2 separate regions of the Zea mays genome follow, and region 2 is linked to region 1. A link is a contact called in public Hi-C data. All regions are on one chromosome and are shown on one strand. The core of a region is the stretch at or near the end of the contact, and the rest is flanking DNA. Distances in the headings are between cores, read along the strand shown.

Region 1 (4,578 bases), core at 1,873-4,372:
CGCCCTTATAAGTGCAACACGGCCCCCTTGGCTAGACGAGGTGGTACTAACCCAGGGCGTGCATACCGGTCTCTCACATCCCACCCCCCTAAGAGGCCCAAAGCTCTCCCAGGCAGCAGCGGCAATGTGGGCTCCGATACCAATTTGTAAGTCCCTCGTCAACTCCAGATTACACCTCAGTAGCTAAGCACTCAGACAGCAGGATTTGGGGGATAGCGAGCACCGCTCCCGGTGCTCTCCTCCTCTCACGAAGATCCAAAATGTTAATTTTGGATCTTCGTGAGAGGAGGAGAGCACCGGGAGCGGTGCTCGCTATCCCCCAAATCCTGCTGTCTGAGTGCTTAGCTACTGAGGTGTAATCTGGAGTTGACGAGGGACTTACAGCTCCCAGGGACGGGCGTGTGATCCACCTGGGACCGGGGGAGTTGAACGCACGCACGGCGGGTGGGAGAGTGTGGACAGCGCGCCGCACCCGTCGATCGGATCTGTGCATGGCGGCGGCAATGGCGAGGAGATCCGAGGAGGAGCAGGCGGGATCAAGGCGGTGGCGCTCGTGCCCCTCCGGTCTCGCTTCGGGCTGGTTCACGGGCGGCTGCGGGCGTGCGGTCGGGCTGGTTCGGGAGCGACTGCGTGCGGCATGCGTCAGGCGGGCGGGAGGGCGGTTCGCGGCGGCCGCAGCGAGATTTGTGGGATTACGGCGTGCGAGCGGTTCGGTGGGCGGGAGGGCGGTTCGGCGGGGACAGTCTACGTTAGACTCTTAATAGTAGTAGAGATTTTCACTATAGAAGCTTGGCTATCAATTCTGGCCACACACACAAAAATCGGAAACTCATTGGCCTATAAGCAAGCAAGCAACCGACAGCAGGAAATCTTGAAACATTTCAGTGCTCTTGATGCATCTATCGAATAAGCCATTTGGTGGCAAAGCCACTATGATGCTTGAGAATCTAAGATTCCTGATAAGCCTGAGCACCAAATGCACGCAACGCACACCACCGTCACTGGAATTCCAAGTAAAGGACAGAGACATGTGGTGGCTCGGCAGCAGCCAGGAGGCCAGATGCATGCACCGGCCCGGCCCAGCGTGTGTGATAGATAGCGGATTACGGCGGACGACGTGTCCGTGTCCGTCCCGTTCCCGTCCATCACAAAATATCTGGCGCCTGCTGCTGTCTGCTGACCTGGTAGGCCTCCCAGCCAGGGCAAAGGTACGGTGGGCCCCTGCCGAAAAAATCCACATTTCGTGGACCTAAACGCCCCCACCGGGCCCAGCGGCGGCCCAGTAGGTGCGATTAGCCCGCCCACTTGACCTGCAACTTGGGGGTCCGCCCTGATATTTTCGCGATGTGAACAGGGAGAAAATGGAATGGACAAACTGACAGCGACACCTTGTGCTTGACTTGTCAAGCTGAACTATGAGATCTTCTTAGCGTCTCTGTGTCATGGCTCAAGCTTCTTTAAAAATAACTTTAGCTTTGGATTCTTTTCAAGAGTAGTTCCTCTATAGGAGCTAGTGCTTTTTTAACAAATCGTTTGACAAAACGATTTTTTTGGCGATGAGAGAACGACAAGATAGGGGAGTGAGGAGAGGAGGCGATAAGAGCCTTTTTTGCTCCGGTTATCTCTATATAAATGGCTCCGACTCATCAGTACTATTTGTCGCGAGCTCTTTTTTAAACCGTTTGAGAGGGCTCCTCTAGAAACCGGAGCCATAGCCGGTTTGAGAGGCATCCCAAATAGGCACTTAGTTCTTAGACCGTCTCTATATTTCTTTTCGATATCTGTTTTTATAAACTTCTATAAAAAGTTCTCCTCTATTTATCATGCCCTCAAATATCTTATGCATATTCTAGTTTTGTTTAGTAGAGAAGAAAAGGGGAAGTATCTATACATACACGGTATAGAGGATGAATGAATATTCTCTCGTTAAAGGCTATATAGAAGAGAAACTTCTCTATATTTGGGATACATGAGCATAGTCTTTCGTTGAAGACACACTTACTTTTCCTCCATTTTAAATCATACTAAGCTAAACTATGTACACAAGATTTAAAGGGACATGGTAGTTCTAGTTATTATCGGTGTCCTAGATAAATTATAGGACAAAATGAACATGAGTTTTGTCTGCATTAGTTAGACCTAAAATTTAGTTAGAGTTGGCTAACAATTAGTTAAATAAATGACTAAAAATTAAATCCACCTATTATACCGTGCTTGGTTGAGCTAGTAAAAATAGCTAGCTAACAATTAGTCTTATATATATCTATATAGCTCTAGATTCTTAACATCGAGTCGCCGCAAAAAGAATCAACAAGCGCACGATGTTAACTTCCTCCGAGTGTGGATCACAACAATTTTATTTCTATTTTTTGAGACCATATGTTAGTACTATGGCACTCACAATCATATATTCTATGTACAAGTTGCATTCAATATGAACTTACAAAAGTTGATAGATGTGTTAGGGTGAACTTATGGATTTCCACTTGGCCTTCAAGTTAAGGTCCTGATTTTTTATAAATAGGGAGAATGAAATGAAAATTGTTAGATATACCTTTTCTTATGGCTTCCATATCGATGCAATCCATAATTATAGGGTGTGTATTTTACTAAAGTCATGACATAGGAAAATTACATAGCACCCGTCTCTTCTGTATCATTTGTCCACCTATGAAACTTATAATTCTACTCGTACAAAATAACTAGAAAAGTTTAATATATTTAGAATCTAAATTTAGTTAAAGTAGAGAACCTTAGGATTATCTCTATTATATAAGCATACATATCTATACTTTTAACATTAAGGGGTGTTTGATTTATAGGGACTAATTTTTAGTTCCATCATTTTATTTTATTTTAGTACCTAAATTACTAAATATAGAAACTGTAATTCTATTTTAGTTTTTATATTTATGAATTTATGACTAAAATAGAATAAAATAAATTTAGCCCCATAGAAACCAAACACACTATAATACAGGATAATGAAATGAGAAACAAAAGCAAGGGTGTTTCCCGGAAAAGACCAACAGTGTCGCCACTCGCCACAGAGCGCTCCATCAACACGACCGCCGGTATAAACGCAGCCCCCCTCCGGCCTCCACCAAGGCCAACATTGCTCAGGCTGCTCCCAACTCCCATCCTCCCCCTCCCGGAGTACGAAGTACTAGAAAGAGAGCGGCTTTCCTCTAAGAATGGCGGGTGGCGGCGCCGGCGACGACGACGTGGTGGTGGTGAGCTGCGGCGGCAGAGGCGGCGGCGACCCCGGCGCATACGCCGCGGTGCTCAAGAGGAAGCTCGACCTGTACTGCGCCGCCGTCGCCAAATCCATGGTGTGGTTCCTCCTCCTCCTACCCCTCCAAAGATTAGACTTTTCTAGGCCTATTTGAGTATTGGTTGTGTGATTGTGCCTTGTGTGCTTCGATGTTTCAGTTTCATCTCTAGCTTAATTTCGAGTCACAATGGTAGGAATTGCATGTTTTTCAGTTATTTCCCCCCTTCATTTTGGGGAGGGGAGTTTTACTGCAATTTCTAGTTTTTGGAAATCACAAGCAGCAGAAGAAAAAGTCGGTTGCTTTATTTGAGGACTCTGGAAAATGTTGAATTGATTGGTCGGTATGCTTGTCGTGTAATCCTACGCTGCCATTCTTAAGCCAGGGCTACATAAAAACTCACAGTAGATTTTAGCACCCACCAAGCACCAACAGATAGAAAGAAAGAAAAAAAAGTTTCCCAGCCTTTGACAAACATTAGAAAACACAGCACTGTGCACACACCGGCACCCATTTCTCTTATGGCTTGTGATGAACAGTATGATCAAGATCAGAGCTGTGCCATTGTCATCGTAGTACTGTGCAGCGGCGAAATCCAAATGTTCCAACTTTACATGGGTACCGTAGCAGATATTGCTTTCTGATCTGATGCAAGTGTAGTGGAGTCCTGGAGTGGTGAAACTGACATGTGGGATAATAGATTTGGTATATGTGCCATGTTGCTAGGAGGCAGGCTCACTTCCACACACTACATACACTGTGGTGGCCGGTGGGATATTCTGATGGAATGTTATGGACCACAAATGATTTGAATGAGTATGATGTGTCGGTGGTCGAGCCAATAGGATTTTCTCCTTTTTGTTTCTTTGTTTTTTTCCTGGCTGAAAGCGACAGGAAACAAAACAAGATGTGGATTTGAATAAATAGAACTGCAAATTCACTGTATTTAGCTATTTATCCGATAGTATCAGATGTTCTATTGAATTGATGAACATGTTCACAGTTTGCGATTTGCACATTTCCCTTTCTCAGAAGTAAAAATACCATACTTCACTGAATGCTAGCAGTTTTACTGTGGCTATTTTTCAATACTCTTCCGCAGTTGTTTGAACTAGCAAGGTTAAGAATATCTAGGTTTTCACAGGTGGCATGTCCAAAGATTGTTATGTGAAAATGAATTTGCACGTTGATTTTCTAAGTTAATTAGCACCACAAGTTAGTTTAGCAGTTACTTTTTCCATAAGTAGATGCTGTAAAAACATTATGCATGGTGGCTCTCAGTCACCCTATAAATAACACACTTACT
Region 2 (4,485 bases), core at 1,785-4,284, 260 kb after region 1:
GGAACAGGTACTTCAAAGATCATTTGAAAGTTTAAACTCGTACTGTGTAGATTTTTTTTGTAGGGAAAGTAATGCAAAATGTTTCTATTTGTAATGAATAATTATTTTCAAGAACCTTACTTTTACCTTGAACAGGTTCAACAACTTAGGCAGAGATTTTCAAATTCAATTGCACCAGGAGGTCTTGCAGGTGATAGAAGAGGAGTAGTTCCTGCTTCAGGTTTTTTGTTTAGTTCACAACAGATTTGGAAAGTTATCCGAGAGAACAAGGATCTTGATCTTCCTGCTCACAAGGTACCTCTCTTTCCTGCTTGCATAAGACCCATGCTAGATCGCTACACCAATTCACTTTGAAGGGGTCCTCTAGAATTTTTTTTCTCGAAAACGCAGGAGAGGTACGAATTTTTTTTCTCGAAAACGCAGGAGAGGTACGCATTATTCAATAATAGAAGGATAGAGCAAACACAGGCAAAATAAACACCTCACAAACAATAAAAAGGGGAGGGGTGGTTTAAATTACATACAATCGGGTAAACATTAGAACAGCGGCCAACACAAATTGAGCATTATTCCCATTCGACCTCTTCACTTGGCGCAACGAGTGAACATAGGCCCTTGACTCTTGCTACACCATGGTTTTAGATTTCGTCACCAGCCAAACTCAACACCGTAGATAGGCGAGGGGAAATTCTGTTGAAGACACACTCATTCTTGTGTTTAGGGTGTTCAAACCCTTTTGAAGAGTGTTAGGAACTAAGATGGACGCTCGCCGCCACCATTCAAGAAGTAAAAAGAGGAGACCTCATCGGGCTGTGGGGAGAGAGCCACTAGCCCCAATCGCTGGAGAAGGATAAACCAGAAGTGCCTTGTTAAGACGCATCTAACCAACAGATGGTTAATCGTTTGTTTTTTTTTTAACGAACTAGGCAGAGATGCCGATTATATTAAAAAGAAGAAGAGACCCAGACTAGGCAAAACGACCAAACAACAGCGTATGGTTGGATTGGAACATCAACATGTGCCACACAACACTCGAACCAACTAGAAACAACAAAAGTGGGCTGGTTGGATTGGGACATCAACAGATGACCACACAACACTTTTGCTCTACTCCACTCACCTCGTCAGCAGTTCTAAAGCCTGGCTCAAGTCATCGTTGTCGAGCTTAGCACCGAGGCTTAGCAGCTCCGACTTCATGCACCAGACCACAAACCAACTCCTACAACCAAAACTAACAAGACCACGAAGGGCAAACCCACCAACGCAATGCAGAAGAGCACCTAAAGCTGCCATGAGTTATCATTGCCAAGCATGGTTGTAAAGTAGCCAGCGACTCTGACTTACCATGGCAAATCTTAGATGATCCAAACGAAAACAGGCAGGCGGCCCGAAGCGAAAGGTCACAACAGGCCATCATTGTTGAGCTCAAACCAAGGAGCAGCTCCGACTTCCAATCTTGATCTGGCGCCCCGCCCCCGACATATGCCCAACCTCCAAAGCAAACCAGTCCACGAAGGAGGGAGGGTTTTGCTTCATGTCATCATTGTCGAGTCACATCCTCTAACGTAGCAGCTCCGACCTCACGTTGCAAGTCCCTTCCTCTACCCGCATATCGGGCATCGAGAAGCGAAAGCATCAACTAAATGCGACGTCGTGGTCAAGACGAATTTCAATAGTGACGCCTTTAGGAAGGGAATGACGTCGGGGACACCTCCATCGCCTGTCCGAGATGGATTGAGCTTTCGCCCAAAAAAAACGATGCTGGGGAATGTGACACCCTCGACAAGAGAAGCGCCACGGACATCACCGTCGCCGAGACTTTCGCCCAAGATGTCTCCCAACACATCGTGAGGTCAAGAAGCTGGGCCATAGCAAGTTGTCTTTGTCGTCGTAGCTGCCCTGCGATCCCGCACAAACCCTTCTAGAGGGGCATCGACGGCTCGACGCATCGGCTACCGCAACAGCCTCAAAGCTGCGTCGGTCGCCACCCCCTCTAGCAGGGCACACGGAGCTCGATTTCACCTTGCCGTGTGCGTCATGCTATCACGCGCCGAAGCCGATGCCGGCAGTCGTCGCCGGCCTGGCACTCGCGGCCACTGCGAGGGTCTCACCCCCGCCACGAGGAGATGACCGCCGTGCAGGTACGGTCGCTGCACCTCCTCCCCGAGCCGCCAGGAGCTCCGCGCAAGAGGGCCACAACGGCCGCTCAAAGAGCCAGCTGAACGACATGTTGCTGCATCTGCCGATCGGCGCCAGCTCGCGCCCCGGCGGGCAGCACGGTGCAGCCACCGACCGTGCAGCGCGAAGAAGGTAGCGAACGAGGCCGAGGACGACCGGCGGGTGGGAGGCGGTTGCTCTCCCGGCCTGTGATGCTTCGGGTCGGCGTCGCACTCCTCACCCCCAACTTCGTCGACACGGTGAGCTTCCACGTGCACGCCGTCAGTGGGCCGTTGCACCACCGCCACCGCGCCTCTACCTGCAACGCCCACGCGAGCGCACGGCACCGCCACGAACACCATGACCACGCCCCGGCCACGAGTTCCCTCCCGCGTGGATCTGGGCGCTCGCGACGCCAACTGGGCGGATGCGTCGCCGCCACCATCCTGGGGGCCCGGCGGGCATGCCGGCCAACCCCTCTGGCAGCCGTGAGACAGAGAGAAGGGGCAGTGGGGCGGTAGCGGCTAGGGTTTTGCCGCTCGAGTCGCCCACGCGGGGGAGCTGCAGCCTTCTCTACCCCGTGACTTTATTTCGCGAAAGAGTTGCATTATCAATATATTAAGAAGAAAAGAGTAAGGGTCTGGGAAGAGACCAAATACAAAAACCTCCTTACAGAAGTAGAAAAACAAAAACATCAAAAGACTCATCTATAACCCATTAGTGGTCCAAGGCCAACAGCTTAAGACCAAAGACTTCTAAGGGCTCTAGCTCCAGCCATTCCCCACAGAGCTGCATCCTCATGAATGTATTTCGATGTTTCCAGAGCCACCATGCTACTAGGATTACCATCGTATTAAAACATTTTCTCTGAATTTTTGGCACTTGACATTCAACTCTACTCCACCAGTCTTAGAATATCATAAAGTGATAAAACAAATCACAACAAAATAAATGACAACTCATGTTTTTTTAATAAGACGAATGATTAAAGTGTTGGAAAAAGCCAATTGCGTCATATATTTGCGAAGGGAGTATTACAAATTTTTAAAATAAAATACTCAACCCCTTTTATTCATGATTTACTTCCATTTGCTTTACCATGCAAGGTAATGGTTGCTACAGTTCGATGTGATGAAATTGCAAACGAGAAGTTTGGATGCATAACCTCAGACACAGTAAGATTTTGCTAGTTCATGACCATTCAACTTTTGTACAGGTTTTGGGTTTTACTAATGTGTTTTATTTTCTTTAGGAATGGTTGGATGTGGAGAGTGCTGTCCAATCTGGTCCAGTACCTGGTTTTGGAAAAAAACTTGGCAATATCGTCGACGTTCACTTGCAAGAGTAAGCCCTTGAGTGATTTGAGTCATTGACAGCCTTATGGTTGTACAACGTGATTACCAGTCCTTCCAACTTTACAAGCTATCAGGTGTATGCCTTTTATGTTCTATACATCTGCCAATAACGGTGTATGCCTTTTATGTTCTATACATCTGCCAATAACCCTTGCACTTATAAGAAAATTTTCTAAACAACCAATTTTTCTGTCTGAACTGTATTCAACAGAAAGTGAACACATGCTTATTACATTAATACTACTATATCTATCTGTTTTTATTAAATCCACATTTAAAAATACTTACATGTTTTTTTAGAACGACGCAGGAGAACAGTGTGTCATTTCATTAAGGGAGAAGAAAAATATAAACAAACAAAGGCCCTAGGGACCAGAACCCAACACTTCCAATTAAACATGCCACGCACACTCTAGGTATATGACCAAAATACTAAGAAAGACAACTTAAGTGTTCCCCATCTTGGCGTGCAGCGTGCAAAGCTCTGAATTTCCAGCAAGACACCACAAGCTGCACTCCTCAATTTCTCGGATCACCATCAAAACACTAGGTCTTATCCCATCAAACACACAAGGTTAAGTCTCTATATATATGTAACCTTCTTCTATACAATACATTAAGGGCTTTGCCATTCCAGACCCTGCCCCTTCCCCTTCCTCATCGGTGGCGTGGCCACGTGGGCACGCGTGCAGCAGCCGCCGCGGGATGTAGGGGAGCAACAGCCGCCGCAGCCTCGCGGGCGCTCCCATCCCCAATGGCGGCCAACCCTTCCTCCACCGGCGCGGCACCTCTCCCTCCTGCGCAGCCAAGCTCCCCTCCCGTGCAGCCCCTCATCATCGCGCTGGCCACCTCCTAACTGCCCGCGCTAACGCCGCATCAGCGCCTTCCACTTCGAGCTTCTCCCATCGCTTTCGCTGGATCCGTCGCTGTCGCGGCCTTCCCGGCCGGATTCACCGTTGTTGCGGCCTTCTCG

What was found. Hi-C and Micro-C count contacts between places; a contact is called where the count stands out from the background.
Region 2: a Hi-C map of ear shows a contact between it and region 1, with 2.9 times the contacts expected there. The contact joins the promoter of LOC100304353 here to the promoter of LOC100275351 in region 1. A contact is called at or near these places in 2 of 25 Hi-C or Micro-C datasets (ear and tassel).

Annotation. Positions count from the first base shown.
Region 1 is chr1:174,621,194-174,625,771 of Zm-B73-REFERENCE-NAM-5.0, forward strand. It overlaps LOC100275351 (Basic leucine zipper 25), which reads left to right and starts at 3,123. Exons shown (of 6, transcript NM_001149446.1): 1 at 3,123-3,332. The coding sequence starts at 3,195.
Region 2 is chr1:174,882,668-174,887,152 of Zm-B73-REFERENCE-NAM-5.0, forward strand. LOC100304353 reads right to left here and starts at 3,035. Exons shown (of 1, transcript XM_020546530.2): 1 at 969-3,035. The coding sequence starts at 2,519. The coding sequence ends at 2,019. LOC103645055 (protein ROOT HAIR DEFECTIVE 3 homolog 1) reads left to right here. Exons shown (of 22, transcript XM_020546527.3): 9 at 1-7; 10 at 136-294; 11 at 3,264-3,332; 12 at 3,410-3,501.